2 separate regions of the Sus scrofa genome follow, and region 2 is linked to region 1. The links are chromatin contacts, called in public targeted proximity ligation maps. All regions are on one chromosome and are shown on one strand. The core of a region is the stretch at or near the end of the contact, and the rest is flanking DNA. Distances in the headings are between cores, read along the strand shown.

Evidence for each region.
Region 2: a contact with region 1 is called in a targeted proximity ligation map of skeletal muscle. A contact is called at or near these places in 3 of 47 Hi-C or Micro-C datasets (alveolar macrophages, embryonic fibroblasts and fibroblasts) and 2 of 2 datasets of targeted methods (alveolar macrophages and skeletal muscle).

The regions. Positions count from the first base shown.
Region 1 is chr5:47,510,400-47,516,691 of Sscrofa11.1, reverse strand. No RefSeq gene overlaps it. Among named protein-coding and RNA genes, the nearest start is that of SSPN, 96 kb to the left of the region's middle.
Region 2 is chr5:47,701,845-47,708,136 of Sscrofa11.1, reverse strand. It overlaps LOC106509230 (a long non-coding RNA gene), which reads right to left. Exons shown (of 3, transcript XR_002344069.1): 1 at 5,853-6,292; 2 at 4,253-4,333; 3 at 2,010-3,279. Among named protein-coding and RNA genes, the nearest start is that of BHLHE41, 17 kb to the right of the region's middle.

The DNA of each region.
Region 1 (6,292 bases), core at 1,717-4,216:
ATGGGTCAGGGCTGTGGGAGTCCCAGGTTTGCCAACTCTGAGGGAAGAGATGTGCTGGGAAGGACTAACTGGAAAAGAGGCTTTGGTCTCATCTCTCAAAAGTTGCAGCCGAGGAAATTGTAAGTGCTTTCTGATTCTTGAAGAAACTGTGTCAGTGGATCACATCACCATTTTAGTGAGCCTTCCTCACCATAGGAGAGACCAGGAGCCTCTTTCCCCAGGATCACACTTCTTTGGCTTCATACTCATTATTATGTGAGTGACCAAGAAAAGGGTTTTGCTAAGCAGAGTATCAGAAGACCAGATTTCAGGACCAGGCTCCCATCATTTGTAAAACATTGCTTTCCTAAGTTTTAAAAGCACTGATTATATAAATTTTATTGGCCAAAAATTTTTTTGCAATTTTTTTTTTTTTTTTTTTTTTTTTGCTTTTTAGGGCCACACCTGCAGCATATGGAAATTTCCAGGCTAGGGGTCCAATCAGAGCTGGAGCTGCCGGCCTAGGGTAATGCCAGATTCTGAATCCACTGAGCAAGGCCAGGGATCAAACCCTGGAGAGGCTAGTCGGGTTCATTACCACTAAGCCACAATGGGAACTCCCTTTGCAAATATGTATTGCCTATGGTGCCTAACTTTAAAAGAAGTTTCATAATTAAGATTGTAAAGCTCAGACTTCTTATTTCCTTCCCTTCCTTATGGCATTAGGATAAGAGTGCTAGATTAGGAGTTGAGAAGATGTAGATTCCAAGCCAGATCCTCCTTCATATTAGCTATGTCGGCAGGGAAGTTAATAAATCTCTCTAAGCCTCAGTTTCATTGGTCACTGGGATATACTAAGCAATCGATAACTTAAAAAAAAATCAATCCAAGCCACCACTATAAATTTAATTTCATTTGAGGACATATTACTGTCAATAGAGAAACTCATCTGTGAAATTTTCGGGGCATCTGGCAGATAGATGCTGGAGGTGGGAGGAGGACAAATCTTTGCTGCTAAAAATCACTCCTCTTCTTTCTTGATGTCAAGGCACAGACCTCCCTGTAGGCAAGAGACCAGGCCAGAAGGCCCCCCAGAGGTCCCTGATTCCCTAAATAAATGTAGTCAGGTTGAAACATATTGATAGAAGCCAAAGCTCAATAGGAATTTGCCTCAGCCTGCCCCTCCCAAATGGCTAACAACAAACAAACAAAGAGACACAAACAGGCTTCTTCCGATGGCTACGCCTGTGCTACATCCCTGGGCCACAAGCCCCAGGGGAGCTGGTCCTGTTGTCCCCAGACAGACTGCTTACTTCCTGATTCCAAGGGACCCATTCTAATGGCATTCACAAGCAACTGCATCTGCTGTGGGTCTTCTCCAGCCACAAAGCTCCTACTCTGAGGAGCCAAAGAGCAGCAAGCTTAGCCATCTGGCTGCCCACCACTTCCGGTGAGCGGGGCAGAAGAGCAGAGAAGGCTAAGGTCCATGACCCACACCCAGCTGCCGGCCCTACTTGGAGGCTGAGAGCAGGGGCAGCAGATGGGAGAGTGACGCTCTCCTCCTGCTGCAGGTGATTCATAGGGCATCCGGGCACGCGGCCCACCTCCAACTGCAGTGGGAGCAGATTCCATAAGGATCCAAGAGCCTTTGTGGATGCCTGAGAACCGCATGAGGCTGGGAGGCGTCTGGGGAAGCAGGGGGCGGGGTGTGAGTTTTCCCTGGTGCTAAACTAACCCCATCTTGTTGCTTTTCTTACCCTCAGAGGCCTTGGTCCCTTTCTGCATAAGCCTGCTTAGGGCAGATGCTTTTAAAGTCATATTTGTCTCCAACCTGCTCCTGCTGCATTCTCTGCATTCTCTGCACCGTCTCTAGCACTTTCGGGGTGAGTTCTATACCTTCTCCACTGACTTCCTCACCAAAGGAATCCACACCTTCTAGTAGGAGGTAGCCACTTCCTGCCCCTTAGAAAAAAAAGACTCTGGCCAAGTCCCCTGGCCTCTTACTGCTTGTGAAGTTGTGGGAAGGCTTGGGCTCTGACTACAGGGAAATAGAGTAACTCAGCTATTTGGCTTTTTCCCATGAGACAGTCTCCAGTGGGGTTTGATCTGTTTCCTCCTCTCCTTTCTCTTTGCCACAGAATGGCTTGGTCAGGATGTTGGCCCTGGAAATTTATCACGTGCCAAGCCAAGAATGGAAGTGCCCCCTTTCCTGGGGGATTCTGATGCTTCCAGCATCACCTGAAGCAGACAGTGGCTTCTGTCTCCTCACTGTCTGAGGGGTTTTCTCCCTTCTCAACACCTTGAAAACCTTATAATCACTCTGCCCTTCCCTCTTTCACTCCAGCCTTCTCCCAGGGAAGGAAATGGAGCATTCTCTCATGTGATTGCTAGTCATGGATGTAACCCTGCAGTCAACGCTGGCCGACCAAAGCCTGCGTCTGCGCTGCCTGGTATCCTCCTCTCTCCGCCTGGTTGGGCATCACCACAGCAGGAGTCTGGAGCTGCTTCCCAGCTCCCAGCATGTGACCCACACGTGCCCAGAAGCATGAGACGCAACATTAACCTTTTAGGGGATTTTCCGGAGCAAAGGAGACAGTCCATGGAGTGTTATTTATGTCTCCTCATTCCTTCCTTTTTGGAAGTAGCTCTTTTGGAATGGACAGAATAAAACAGAAGTCAAAGAACCGTCTAGGCATCCTCTCCCAAGCTGTAATTAAGATGGAACCTCATTTGTCATCCTGAGCATCAGTGTAATCAAGCATATGACAGAGCAGGATTTTGGAACATTTTTATCAGTGTTGGAACCACAGCTCTTCCGTGGCCACATTTCCCTTCGTGTCTCAGATTTCAGAGCACATACTCACATTTCCCGCACAGACAGGCCATGCCTCTGCTCTTCTGCTTCGGCTGACCACTCTTCTCTGTAGCTGCATGCAAGGGGTAGGGGTGGACACATTCCAGCTCGCTGGGGTTTGGAACGGCACCTCTCATCCCCAGAGAAGGGATTCTCTGTGGGGGCTGAGCTGGCAGTGCTCAGGCTTGCCTTGCGGTCGGCACGTAGGCCATCAGAAATCATCCGGGTGTCAACCTGCCAAGTCGAGGCCGTCCTGGGGCCCAGGGATTTATTGCTCACAGAAGAAAGAAAAGAAGCCATTTCCCTAACACTGCTTTGCAGGCCACTGTCATGGAAAGGGACTCCTGATCAGTTCAGTATCTAATTTATCATGCCTGCCTCCCTCGCCAGCAGTTCAGGCCTGTCTGCTCCCAGGAACAGGTGCCAAATCGGAGTGTGGAATTTTCCCAGCAGGCCCCAGGGTGTGTTGCTGCCAAGGCAACTGTGGTAGGCTTGAGGAATAACGAGTGAACCACAAATCCAGAAAAGGAAGAGGAGACTGCCTTTTTGGCGTGGGCTGACTCAGGTACAGGCTGTCCCTTGAGGAAAGCTGTGGGTTTCGAAGACCTCCTCTCCCCCCAGTGCCAAGGCCGGACAAGGCCAGGGCAGGCCAGGCTGGGCCCCACAGAGCAGCTTCCCAGAACTGGGTTAATCAGACCAGGTGAGGACAGCGGAGAGTGGCTGCCTGCTAAGGCCACAGCAGGCTCTGCCCAGGAGGAGTAGCAGAAAGCAGTGGGTTGTCGGGGAAGGCCTGAGACCTATGTTCAGGGGAGAAAAGCAGCACTGCGTGAGCATCTGGAGGGAGGTCTGGAGTTAAATGGATGCCAGGGGAGAAGCAGAGCTGTGCACCACAGAGGGACAGACCTGGCCTTCAGGAGAGCAGGAACAAAGTCAGTGATATCCAGGGAGGTGAGGGAAGAAGTCCAAGCTGTATGAGCATAAACAGAGAAGCAAGTTCTTAGGGGCCAATCAGGAGCAAATGTGGATTGGCATCCTCTGATCGAGCATGCTTCTGCTCATCCCCGTGAGAACCATCTCTACCCCTGACCAACACGGCGTGTAGCACACCTAGATAGACAGGAGACTTGTGACCAGAGATGCTCACCTGCTTTCCCTTGTTCTGGGCCAGACTCCACAACCTTGGCTGCAATTCTGAGACCACATCCGAGGTCAGCGGGCATGAGTAACATGGCGTGATGGCTGCTGTGGGACCAGGAGGGGAGACTGAAGGCACACTGGCCAGGGCCATGGTTTTTGTTCTTCCTGAGGTTTTGCTTCATTAACTTTATGGAGACAACCAAATGTTTTGGGGCAGATGACTGAGCCCCTCATTTGAAATGAGAACCATAGCTTTACGTTTTACTTCACATGAATTTAAAACAAAATTTGTTTACAGCAAATTAAGGATATGGGGTGAGATTTGACATGAAAATCCAGGCCTTCATCACTACACAAATAAACAGAATCAGGGAGTTCCTGTCATGGCTCAGTGGCTAATGAACCCGACTAGCATCCATGAGGACGTGGGTTTGATTCCCTGGCCTCACTCAGTGGGTTAAGGATCCGGCATTGCCATGAACTGTGGTGTAGGTTGCAGACACAGCTCAGATCCTGCGTTGCTGTGGCTTAGGCCGGTGGCTACAGCTCTGCTTGGATCCCTAGCCTGGGAACCTCCATATGCCATGGGTGCAGCCCCAAAAAGACAAAAAATAAAAAACAAACAGAATTAGTGTACCTGATTATTTTGCTCTCACTGAGTTTCAATTCATCTACTTCTAATACTTTTCTTCTATGTATTCGCTTTTTGGATGGGATTAAGATTTTTCTGGTTTGGAATTCCCCGGTGGCTCAGTGAACTAAGGATCCATCATTGTCACTGATGTGGCTTGGGTTCCATTCCTGGCCCAGAAAATTCCACATGCTGTGGGTGCAGCCATAAATGAGTGAATGAATGAATAAATGAATGAATAACAAAGGAGATAATTCATTTAAAAAAAAGATTTTTCTGATTTGAAATCCAAATTGAAATTTTCACTGGTCTGAAATGTTGATACTATTACACCCCCTATATTCCAATATTAAATACATTCCACTGGTAGCAAAACTTGAGATGTTCTTTTCTAAACACTACTGAGTAGGTATAGAAGGGTCCTTCTAACCAATGACCTCTTAGGGAGATAGAACAAAACAATTTCCTCCTGTTTTTTAAAGTGATGTAGCTATGAATGTCTCATACTTATAGGGGGCCTAAAATCTCAGAGTTTGGACTGGTCATCTGGTAGGAAAAAGAGTAAACAAACACTGAGTATTCAGGTATCAAGCACTGTACTGGTGCTTTTTCCTATAGAATGTGTCATTAAATTCTTAGACCAACCCAGAGAGGGGTCTTCACTTTCATTCTTATTTATGACTCTAAGAATGTTCATAGAGATTGAATACTATAGACTAATAACACAATAGACCTGACATTTGAGTCTAGGTCTGATTCTAAACCCCACGATGCTGCTAGATTCTATTCTCTTGGTGGTAGATATTTCGAACTACTTGTATTTTCAAACACCTTTATGCTGTAGCTTTACAGCTTGAGACATTAGCTGCATTCATAATTACATAAATAAACTGACTAACATAAAATAAACTGACTAATCAATTTGGAAAAGAGCTTGATGTTCTATCTTCCCAGTAGTTATTATCGTTTAATATTGTATCTATGACTTAAATGGGGCAGATGTTCCAACAAATTTTTGATTCAGAGACAGATTATTCTGCAAAGTTTATGGTATGCAATAAAAGGCCAAAAAGTGCATGAGCCGACCTCATTGCTTCTTCCATTTTCATTTGGATACTTTAAAAGTTTTCAGATAATCCATGGGCACATTAATTCCTGCCTAGGAACTGGGCTCATTTTCCTCTATCATTTCTTTTTTTGTACTCACCTTCTCATTCTCCCTCAGCTCTCCTGTAGATCTCCAGACTCTAGGATTTCAACTCTATAAGGAGCTACATTTTTTTTTAAAGCATGGATAGTTCTGGTTTATCTGATGGAAAAATCTCTAAGATATATGAAAGTATGAGGACAAAGAAATTGTTGGCCTGTGTCAGAATGGATTGTGAAGAGACGCTCAAAGCCCAGACCTGTCCACAGGAAACCTGGCTGCTACAAAGAGAAAATGGAGAGGCAGCATTTGAGTCTGAAAACAGAGAAATCATAGGTTCTCAGAAAAGAGTCTTTGAAGAATATAAACTCTTGAACAACAACAAAAAATTTCTTGGGATACAGGTGCTGTTATCACTTAATTCTACCGAGACTGTGTATTCGAGATAAAAGAGAAAGGGCTAAGAGATCAATGATTGCCTGTCTAGATAGTGTTGATGAACTGGATTTGGATATGGGGCTCATTGGCCTAAGATACTGGAATA
Region 2 (6,292 bases), core at 1,712-4,211, 190 kb before region 1:
TGATGCTTTTCTCAACTACATATATATTGTCAATACCACCAAATTTTACCTATTTCCAGTATAAGAGAAATTTAAAATTTAGAGGGGCCATTCATCTTATGAGGGAATGAATGGAGGGTTGAACAAATTGATTCTAAAAATATTTACTGAGGAATTCCCACTGTGGCTCAGCAGTAACAAACTCGACTAGTATCCATGAAGACATGGGTTCAATACCTGGCCTCCCCCTGGTCGCAGACATGGCCAGGTTGGTGTGGCTGTGGTTATAGGCCAGTGGCTACAGCTCCAATTCGACCCCTCGCCTGGGAACTTTCATGTGTCAGGGAGTGACACTAAAAAATAAATAAATAAAAAAAATATATTTACTGAATGCTAGGCATGGTGCTAGGCAGCAGGGACATCTAGATTAACTATTAGCCAAAACCCAAGAGCCCACACTTGTTGTCAATATGGTCAATAAAATTTCACAAGCGGAAACAAGAAAGGGAAACACATCAGAAGTATTCTAAGTGGGAGTTCCCGTTGTGGCTCAGTGGTTAAGGAATCCGACTAGGAACCAGGAGGTTACAGGTTCGTTCCCTGGCCTTGCTCGGTGGGTTAAGGATCCAGCGTTGCCGTGAGCTGTGGCGTAGGTTGCAGACGCGGCTCAGATCCCGCGTTGCAGTGGCTACAGCTCCGATTTGACCCCTAGTCTGGGAACCTCCATATGCCGTGGGAGCAGCCCAAGAAATGACAAAAAGACAAAAAAAAAAAAAGAAGTATTCTAAGTGAAGACATTCAGGGAAATTTCGAAATTAGAATTTAGGAGACATTATTTTTGTCCTACACTGGTTCAATTACTTTGTTCTCTGTATGAGCCAGAGAGCACATAATTCTCCCACCGTGAGAGGAAAGGGGTGCAGTACTCCAAACCAACCATGTGTGCTTTGGGCAGAAACTATCAATGTTTGAGAAAAACACAGCTTACTGTAAACCTAGATCAAACCGAAGGAAAAAGATTCCTGATATATGGCCTTTGATACTTGGTAATGATGCTTTGGAGATTGGCAGGTATAAAGACAGGTAATACACATTTACCTCTGCCAAAATATATATTCCCCAATAGCCATAAAGAAAAAAAAATGACTAAAGCCATAAATATGGGGAGGGAAGTTGAATGTTGAAATTCTAGATGTCTTGCAGGTTGATGCCGACCCCTGTGAGGAAGACCAGCACATCAGGGTTCTTACCACAACCAACTTCCCAAGAAAGGAATACCAGTCTCCATAGGCAGGTGTCAGAGGATTTACTGGGTTATAAAGGAATAGAGCCACACTGACCTTCAAAGTGGCCAGAACTGTGGCAAGCCAGCTCATCAGCCAGATAATCAGTTCCTTGCAACTGGGCAACCTGCATTCCATCCAGGTCAACTGTACGATAATGGACCTTCACCAGCAGGTAAAGGAGCCTTACAGTGAGGGTGATCCAAACTATCACTCTGGTGAATGGGGCTGGGTAATGGGGGCCAGTGGCCTGAGCATCTACTTTCTCAATGTCATGAATTTCTCTGGACTCTAAAATTAGAATAAAGTTGGAAGGGATGGATTGGGAGTTTGGGATTGGCATACGCACACTACCGTATATGGAATGGATGGTCAATGGGGACCTGCTATAAAGCACAGGGAAATCTACTCAATATTCTGTGATAATGTATATGGGAATGAATATGTGTATATGTATAACTGAATCACTTTGTCACATTGTTGTATAGCAGAAATTAACACAACATTGTAAGTCAGCAGCAATAGAATTTATTTATTTATTTATTTATTTATGCTTTTTAGGGCTGCACCCATGGCACATGAGGTTCTCAGGCTAGGGGTCGAATCAGAGCTGCAGCTGCTGGCCTACACCACAGCCATAGCAACTAAGGATCTGAGCTGTGTCTGCAACCTATATACACCACAGCTCACAGCAACATCGGATCCTTAATCCACTGACTGAGGCCAGGGATCGAACCCACACCCTTATAGATCCTAATCCGGATCGTTAACCCCTGAGCCATGAAGGGAACTCCCATAGAATTTTTTTAAAAATTAGAATAAAGTTGATAAATACACACATATCACCATCATATCTCTAGAGACAGAGGCTACTTAAATTAGGTAGACATAAATGAAATGACTAATATTTACCCAATTTGAAAAGGTATTTAAGGAAAAGTGTATTTAAGGATCCCCATTAGTTTTTAATTTAGGTTATATATACATTTTGAGTAAGAAAATCTGCTCATCACCTACTATCAGCAGTGTACATGGCATCAACATGCCTTACAACTGGTGATGTTAATCCTGACAAATTAGTTAAGGAGGTGTTGCCAGGTTTCTTCACAATAAAGTTACTATTTTTTCTTTCCATACTAACTTCGGATGTGACTTCTAAGCCCAGTCTCTACTCAAGGAAATGTTTTGTTTATTATTTCTTTTAAAAACATTTCAAACGTCTACAAAAGTTAACAAAAATAGTGTGATGCTTCATCTAGACTTGCCCCAACAGCATTTTTCATACATATTTTATCAATCTCTCTCTTGCTCTCTCTACAAATCTATGTAATATTACTATTTGCAATGTAGCAATATTATTATTTTGACCAAACCATTTCAGAGTAAGTTGTAGACAACTTTACCTCAAGTCCTCTGGCATGTATATCCTAAGAATAAGGAGTTCTTTTATAACCACGCTGTGATGATCAATTTCAGGGCCTTTAACATTAGTATAACACTGTTATCAAATATATAGCTCAGCATTTCTGCTTTTGTCTATAATGGAGGATCTGGTACTCCTAACTATAAAACTACAGAGAATGTCTAAGGCAAGTGTTTTCAGACATCGGAGAAGCAGCAACACAGCACAGAGTAAGCAACGCAAGCCTGCAATCAATCCCAGAAGGCAGGGAAACCTAAGAGGTGAGCCTCATGACATCCTGGCTCTCTGCCTGGGGAAAATTTCCTGACTGCAGTGTAGCAATCTGGAATCCAAGCAGAGAACGGCAGTCCCTCTGAGCTAAGGAGGAGGAGATCAGAGGTGGGGGCAGCTGGAGTCTTCAAGGCAGGGCCCCCAACAGGCAGGAGCTATGCAGTTCATATAAATATCATCATACTAATACCTCTAATTCTGGTCCAGTATCACAAGGCTTCCCCTGGTCTTCTATTCCACACCTCTGTCTCTCTTTTAGAAACCCAGAGCAGACTGGCAAGGTGAGTACCATTTTCACTGTCAAGTCTCCAGCTGAAGACGAGCCTGCCAGGGATGAGATGACAAAAGAAACAGTAGTCACTTATGTGAACCCCTGAGAATAAATGATAGAAAACCCAGAACAGTGGATTTGGTGAGAAAGTGCACCAAACAGAAGTAGAAAACATTTTTTCTTCCACACCAGAGGCATGTAGAGGTACCTGGGCCAGGAATCAGAACCAGAATCAGAATGCAGGAACCAGAGCCGCTGCAGTAACAATGCCAGATCGTAAACCCCCTGCATCACAAGAGAGCTCCAACATAAGTGGAAATTTAAGGGGTACACAATAGCATGTTTGTCTTCTAGAATTCCAATTATTATACTATTTAACAAAAATTCCAAGTAATTTATTTGTTATTTAATTCAATAATTATCTCACTGCAGCCCCTTCATTCCTGAACTCTTTATTTTGATTCATTTGTTACCTGGTGTCCATTTTTCAGTAATTTTTTCAAGAAGGGTTCATGGATTTGGTTTTCCTTGGTTTAGTGATTCTCAACCTTAGCTGCATGTGGAATGACCTTGGGAGCTTCTGAAAAACAACTAACTTCTGGCCATCCTCCTGGACCAATTCAAACAAGTTTTCTGAGAGCATGATCTACACAACAGTGATTTGTTTTTGTTTTCATTTTGTTTTGGTTTTAAAAAACTCAAGTGGTTCAAATTTGCATATATTTAAATATCTCCAATCTCAAAGTAATTACAGCAACAGGCTTTCTTGGAGGGGTAGGGGTGGTGGGGGAGGCCAAGGAGAGTTACAAGCAGAGTTCAAAGAAGTAGCCTATGAATTATCTTGAAAATCTGGTCAACTGCAGATCCTGATTCAATGGCAGCTATGGAATGGCAACTGAAATCCTGCATTCCTAATAAGTTCCCAAGTAATCCCAAGGCTGCTGGTTCATGTACCACACCTCTGGGCACTCTGTCTTTTGCAGTGAATATTGCTATGGAGGAATCTGGAACTACCCGAACTTTTACCTCTTTTTCCCCTTTGGGGTGGCTTGTTTCTTCTTCCTGGATGTCCATCTGATTCTCTTCTTTGAAATTCATTTAGTTAGGCTGGAGGAATTAACAAAGAATAGAAGAAGATTCCCACACTGATATTTCGTTTCTTTCTGAACTTGTGGGTGGTGGTGCTGTTCTAGTAACCAAAGCCAAACAGTTCCAGCTTTCTGAGGAGGCCCCATAGGACTGGCATGATGCCCGGCCTCCACAGTGGCTGAGATGCCTGTTTCCTCTTGTGCACATTAGTCTTACAATCAAATGCCCACAAATGGAGGTAATTGGAAAGAGTTTGTTACTTGCAAGCAAAAAAAAAAAAAAAAAAAAAAAAAAAAAAAAAAAAAAAAAAAAAAAATTTAATTAAAACAATCAAAAAACAGGTTTAAAAATATATGATATGAAAATAAAGCTTGCACAGAGTGCTGTGTCAAAAAGCAATTAATGCCAAAAAAATGGTGTATTTACAGTAATGATTGTCAGAAAGAGAGGCGGGGCAGAGAAGTTTTCTTATTTTCCATGTTGGACAGATGATAAACAAGAGAAAATGTAGACAAGGTACAGTACCAAAAAGGAAGGGAAAAGAGAATAAAGACTAAAATGTGATGCCAAAAGATTGTGAAAGACTTAAAACCAATTAAAAGCTGAAAATTGGGAAATAAGGAAATCTTAAAGGAAGAGTCAGGGAAAATTTTCAACCAGAATTATAAAGACTCATAAGGCAGAACGACAACATGGACTATTAAATAAGCTGAATAAAGATGAGGACAAGAAAATAAAATGTAAAAGGAAACCAGCAGGTTAAAATAGCTTGTCAAAATAAAAATAAGAATGACGTTATTTATGAAATAATTTTAAACAGATGAAACGCAAATAAGAACAGGTTGAAGGTGAACATGATAATAAGGAAGACAGAAAATAGAATATGAGAGTAGGATTAAAGATAAATTTGATTAGCTAATTTACAGCGACTTTAAAATACCAAAAAATTTTTTTCAAAGTTTATGAGTTAAGGAGAATAGAAAAACATCTCAAAACATACAAGGAGTAAGAAAGCTTGGTGTTTACTGTCTTTCCCCAAGGGACAGTCTGCTAATGCAGGAGCAGTGTCCTCAGGTGGAACCCGAGGGGGCAGAGAGCAACGTGACACCTTGGACGTGGAGGCTTCCCCATTGCTCCCCTCAGCAAGTGCCAGAGGCCAGCCTCACCAGCAGTAATCAGAGAAGACAAATAGGAGGTATTAAAACAGCAAACTCACAGCTGGATGGCACCGACCTGACCCAGGAGGAACTCCATAGGCTGCCAGCTACATTCCCTCCTGGATTATCTCCTCCAAATTTAGCCCACACTCAGAGTCAGGGGGAAACTCTCTGTGTCAATAACCCACAAAGCATCACATATCAACAGTTGTCTTATGTCTCTAGACAATTTTTTAGGAACTGTGGTATAGCCCTCAGATCTAAAAAAGCATTTATTCTATAAGTGTTTATTGGGTGTCTTTCCTATCCCTGGCAGGGTACTGGACTCCAGGAATACAATGAATGATGAACAGGACTCCTCAACAGAGATCCAGACTCACTGCGCAGACAGGACGGTGGATTTCCATCGATTATCAGTGGCACGAATGGAGGGCCACTTTTCCCTCGGCAACAGTGGGAAGGGAAGCCAGGGTGTGGGAGGAGGCAGGTAGGAAGGGCTGAGAGTTAGGGAGGTGATGCCCAATGTTTTGAATTCTCCTGATGAAGTAGGGGTTTTCCTGAAATGGAGGAGATAAGCAGAGGTCTTAAAGTAAGTGGGAGAGAGGTCTGGGAGAAGAAACCGCAGAAAGAATAACACCAAGTAAACAGTCACAGAAGTGAGGGCCAAGCAATGCTGGAGGTGGTGCCAATTTGAGTAGCAGCAGTGTTGTGGGTGCCCAGGTGTGGGAGACACACCCAGTTAATTACAACACAATGTGAAGAGCCCAAGCGTGACCGGGTAGTTTACTGAGACACTACTGATGTCTGTTCTCATTGCATT